Linked DNA regions of Macaca mulatta: region 2 is linked to region 1. The links are chromatin contacts, called in public Micro-C maps. All regions are on one chromosome and are shown on one strand. The core of a region is the stretch at or near the end of the contact, and the rest is flanking DNA. Distances in the headings are between cores, read along the strand shown.

Region 1 (2,700 bases), core at 46-2,545:
GGCAAATATTTTAAAAGTGCAGTAAACCTAGTGTGAACAAGGGGGGAAATGGGGAGCGGTCATTGATGAGAGTATCAATAGGTACCACCTTTGGTGGTCACCTGGCAAAATCTATAAAATTTTAAATGCAAGTATTTTTCAAGGAGACAATTCCACTTCTAGGAATTTATTCTATAGACATGGTTGCACACGTACTCAAAGACATAGACACAGATGTTCACTGCAGAATTGTCTGTAACAGCAAAAGGCTGGAAACAACTGCCATATCCTTCCATCGTGGCCGATAGAATAATTACGGGGTGCTGGTATAACACACAGAACACCAGGCAGCCATCTAAAAGAATGCCGTGCATCCACACACGCTGATGTGAAGTCATCTCCAAGATACATGATCAAGGGGGAGCTGAGGCGGGAGGGCAGATGACCCAATCTGGGGATGGGAACGCATTGAAACGTATACTTGTGTTCTGGAAGGAATCAAAAGAAAATATTAGCAGTGGCTGCCTGGTCTGAAAGGGGAAGAGGCTTCTGTACTGTTTGAATTTTCTTCCATGTGCACTTACTAATTTTTCCATTTTTAAAACTACTTAATTAAAACACCCACCCACCAACACACACACACACACACACCCACCAACACACACACACACACACACACACACACACACACACACACACACACACACACGAAAAATAGCCATTTAAGCAAGGTGGAGGGGAGAGGGATTCATGGTACTCTGAGCTCTGGTGTCACAAGGAAAGAGAGTCCACATCCCACCCAAGCACTGAGCAACAATAGAAAGTCAAACGCTGGAGGAGGAAGCAAGGCAAAAAAATATTTTTTAAATAAAATAAAAAACTTTATGCAGATTTAAAGAAAATGAAAGCAGCGCAACGAAGAAGGCATTGGAGTAGCACTTTCCACCAGCATATTGCTAGTCAGAATGAGTGCAGCCTGGCGCGAGCACCACCCGCTTCCGTGACCACGACTGGACCCCTCCCCAGCCCACTCTCCCCGGGGGGCGCTCGTTCGTGCCTTCCGAGCCGTCCGTGGGGGCGACCCAGGCCCGGGTGCCTAACTCCCAGCAGCGGGGCGGCGGTCCGCGCTTCCCCGAGGGTGGTGCAGGTCAGCCCCGTAGGCGGGCAAGGTCCTAGCCCCGGGACGTGCTGTCGTGTATGCAAACTTCGCTGCGGTCTGGCAGAGTTCTCGGTGGGTCGCGGCCCCAGAGTCCCCAGGCACGGCTGCAGTTGCGCCCGGGGCTGAACGCGGCGGTGGCTGTCGCGCACTCCCAAGCCGCCCCGCCCCGCCCCGGCCCGCATTCCTAAGGCCACAGTGCGACCCAGCGGGCCGCGGGGAAACTGCGCCGGACCGCGGCCCGCCACCGCCCGAGCCCTCCTCACCGGCAGTCTTCCAGGAAATGTGGCCGCGAGAGCAGCCTCCTTCCTCCTTCCTAAATGGAGAGGGCTAATCTGTTTGCCAAGACAATGTTGCTAAACCTGACCCTTCCCTCACGCTGTAGAAGAAAATGGACGTGCTGGGAAGTTCTGGTGGAGGGACTTGAAGGGATAAAATTCAGAATTCCAGACATCTGATAATTTATGAAGTCAAGGAAGGTTCGTTTCTACCTGAAGAATGACTCTAATTATTTAATAAAATCTATAGACACTAGGATTATAAGCAGGCTCGACCAAAACGCCACCTCCTTTGTGACGTTGGCCTCTGGCTAAGTGGAAATGTGCCCTGGCTCACTGGCATGTCATTGCCTTTAACAGACCCTACAGGCTCCCTGAAGCAGAGATCCTGTCTTCCTCTTCTGTGTTAGGAATAGGCAGCAAGACAGAAACCCTGCAGAGGTTAAGAACAGGAAAGAAAAGAAGAAGCAAAGTCACAACAGCAACACTTATTTGCCAATTTTATTTGTCATTTAAGAAGTTTATTGGACTGGGCGCGGTGGCTCACGCCTGTAATCCCAGCACTTTGGGAGGCCGAGGTGGGTGGATCATCTGAGACCAGCCTGGCCAACATGGTGAAACCCCATCTCTACTAAAAATACAAAAATTAGCCGCGTGTGGTGGTACCTGCCTGTAACTCCAGCTACTCAGGAGGCTGAGACACAAGAATAATTTGAACCCAGGAGGCAGAGGCAGGTTGCAGTGAGCCGAGATGGCACCACTGCACTCCAGCCTGGGTGACGGAGTAAGACTGTCTCAAAAAAAAAAAAAAAAAAAAAAAGGTTTATTGAACACCGAATAGCCATATATTATGGTGAACCTTGATCCAGTAGACCAGCATTTTTCAATGGATGCCCTCTGCATGTCAGTTTCAGGCCATATGAATACCATATAACTTGAACATCAGAGCACCCTGAATATACGGTGATCCCACGTGTTGTCAGAGAAAAGTTCCTCAAAAACAAAAGTTGGGGTTTTGGGAATTTTTTAGCCAACTTGAAAACATAAATGTTTAGGATATAGATAAGAGTTAAATATCAGTGTATAGGATTGGATTTATTCATTTAGTTACACATAAAAACTTAAATCACATATGTAAAATAATACATTGATTTTGAAATAATGCTTTTTTCCCACTCTGACATGTTATGAAGCAATTTTATTTAAACTCTTGCCTGAGTTTTTCAATATCTTAGTCAGAAGAAGAGACACATCTTAGGGCATATAACACAGTCATTTTTATTTACA
Region 2 (2,700 bases), core at 195-2,694, 290 kb before region 1:
ATGTACTAGGCACTGTAATATTCCTTCTTCTCTCCAACCGCGTGTTTTTATCTCCTATAAGGAGGCCCCCAATCCAAATCCACAGTCCTTAAAATTTCACCATCTCACAGCTGGACAGCTCTTTAGAGACCCAACGACCTTGTTGCTAGGTCTCTTTTGCTAACAGCTTTACTCACCATAGGTTTACACAATCTTTGAGGCCTGGCTGACTCATGGAACTAGGACAAGAAACAAAAACAAAGAACACACACCTGACTGGACAGAGATAAACCAAGGGCTGAGAGTTTTGGAAACAAGGCTGGAGCTGAGGAAAGGACTGGAAACACGAACCTGTACAAACAACAACCTCTTACAACAGAAAACAAGCCACTCCTGGCCGTCAAGAAACCCACAAATCTCAGACGCAAAAGCAAAACAAGTGAAAGAAAATACAAACCAAATAGTCTATTACCTTCCTGCCTGTTGGGTTCCAATAAAGGAATCATTCCAATAAAGGATTCAACATTTTTTTTAAAAACCATTATCATGCAGCAGGTGCCATGGGAGGCAAGTGTACCTGGAAAGCAGGAAAGCAGGGAAGGGGGCTAGATGATGCCTGGACAGAGAAGGAGGGGTGGCTCATGGAGAACATATAGCCCCAGCACTGTCCTTCCTCCCAGATCCCTGGACAGTCAGAGTCAGCCTCCACCTCCAAACTCACCCTACATTTGAAGGAACAAAACAGCACACACCAAGGTACAGAACTGACACACAGAACTGGAGCAGTGTCCTTGGTGCCTGAACCTTCTTGACAGAGGACAGAGGCAAGGCTGGGGCCACAGGGTCCCCACAGGTCTGCCCCACACCTATTCCAGTGATGTCCCTGATCCCAGGAACACCAACAAACAAGTACCTGGGAGGTGAACTGGCCCAGACTATGAGGTGAATGTGTTCAATTACTGTACTTGGCAGATGTCAGAGGTGGAGTCATGTGGTGGGCGCTGGAAGAGATAAGTGGGGTGCCAGGATCAGAGGCCCAGAACCCCAGGACTTTTTCACACTGGAAGCCCCTGAGAGAGACCAGTCCTCCAATTTTACAGATAAAGAAACAGAGACCTTGAGGAGCTTCATTACTCATCCCCCAAGATCTCACAGCTAGTGGGTAGCCATGACAAAAATTACCTTGGTGCAATGTTGCCTCCATTTCTTTACAAAGCTGCTTAGGAAGTAAAACCCAGGATTTCAAGTTTACAACCTAGTTGAAAGGGCAAAACTTACACAAGTAAAACATCACAATCAAAACTGTTCTGTATGTTGATAATGTTGATAAAGTTAAGATAATAGAGATAAGTAGAGGGAAGGAAGGAAAACATTATTGCATTTGGGTGAAGGCTGGGTAAGAGATTTCCTGTAAAGGTAACCACCAGCAAAGAGAAGCCTTAGAAAAAGTAGCACAGGAGTCCCAGTGTCTTAACGGTGTGTCTTCTCTAACCACTTCCTCTTCTCACCCACACCCAAGCTACCTAAGGCAGACACAGGGCTTATTTCCTGTTTACCCCATTCCCACATTCGTTCACATATTCACTCAACAAACACTGATGAAGAGCCTCCTAGGATGAATAAGGAATTGCCCCCACTCCTCAATCTCTGGCCTGGGGAAGCCTGATCCGTGAACAGGTCATGACGTCATGAAACCACAGGGAGCTAGAGGTAATGAGAGGACAGAACAGAGTGCTGTGGGCACCAGCATCTGCTGGAGAGGAAGGGAGGATGTCACTAAGAGATGACAGTGGGGCTGGAGGTGGCCAGGTAAGGAGCACAGCACATGCAAAGGCTGCAAGGGAAAGAGCCAGAGGAAAGGGAGAAGCACACGATGGGGTGACAAGAAGGGGTCGAGGATCGGCAGCCTGGTCAGCAGCGCTAAAGGATAAAGGGTCAGAGACCCTGAGACCCAGGCTTCTGCAGCCTGCCGTGCCCTGCAGGGTACAGCTGCTTTTGGGTGTCCTGTGGTTTAAAAAAAGCTGTGGATGTTGTCCCATTCACATGCCCAGTCCCTCAGAGTGGGTTGGCTTCCCCCAGCTACTATCTGCTACTTGTTCTCCACTCTGTAACTAGTATGTGTGGGACAAAGAACAGGCATTTAACTCGAATTTGTTGGCTGGTTACAGGGGGTGTGGTGACAAAATTTCACAAATGCCCACACCAAGCTCTTGCAGAAGAGGTCTTCGTGTCTTACATGCGGTGGCTACTGCAGATGACAGCAGACCACACGAAAGGATGGGGGCAGCAGGGTGGTTTGGGGGAAAAGGACAACAGATTCGAGAAGAGACCTGCAAGCAACAAGAGAAACGTACCCACGGAGAATAACTTTAGCTGTTGCACTGCTTCTGGGCAGGCTTTGCCTGCACATGGTCCTGGCACTGTCCTTCCTCCACGTGGGGTGGTCCTGCAGGGGATGGAGGAAGCAGGGGTGTTCCACTGCCCCTCACAAATCCCCTGGGCGGCTGTGGGAAGAAGAGCAGACACCCAGCAGCAGAGGGCGCCCCTGCTCCGGTTGCACCTGGTCTCCTGCAACCCACTGCGATAAGGTGGCAGAACCCATCATCGAAAGGTAAGGTAAAGCTACACCTTGATGAGAAACACAGTAACCCCAACCACATTCTGCAACTGGAGGTGCCTTCATCTTCAAGGTAAAGCTGTACTCCCTGGTTCAGGAAACAA

Evidence for each region. A called contact is a pair of places that touch in the nucleus more often than the background predicts.
Region 2: a Micro-C map of CD4 T cells shows a contact between it and region 1, with 17 times the contacts expected there. The contact joins two enhancer-like sites. A contact is called at or near these places in 7 of 14 Hi-C or Micro-C datasets (CD4 T cells, blood, cortical neurons and 4 more).

Annotation. Positions count from the first base shown.
Region 1 is chr12:77,103,551-77,106,250 of T2T-MMU8v2.0, reverse strand. No RefSeq gene overlaps it. Among named protein-coding and RNA genes, the nearest start is that of DLX2, 68 kb to the right of the region's middle. Within about 2 kb of position 1,295, at least 27 of the 40 cell types and tissues checked have an H3K27ac peak or open chromatin away from gene starts, as enhancers often do. A contact at or near this core is called in CD4 T cells and blood, where this site is marked.
Region 2 is chr12:77,391,370-77,394,069 of T2T-MMU8v2.0, reverse strand. All of the region lies in intron 1 of ITGA6 (integrin subunit alpha 6), which reads right to left. Among named protein-coding and RNA genes, the nearest start is that of ITGA6, 36 kb to the right of the region's middle. Within about 2 kb of position 1,444, at least 6 of the 40 cell types and tissues checked have an H3K27ac peak or open chromatin away from gene starts, as enhancers often do. A contact at or near this core is called in CD4 T cells and blood, where this site is marked.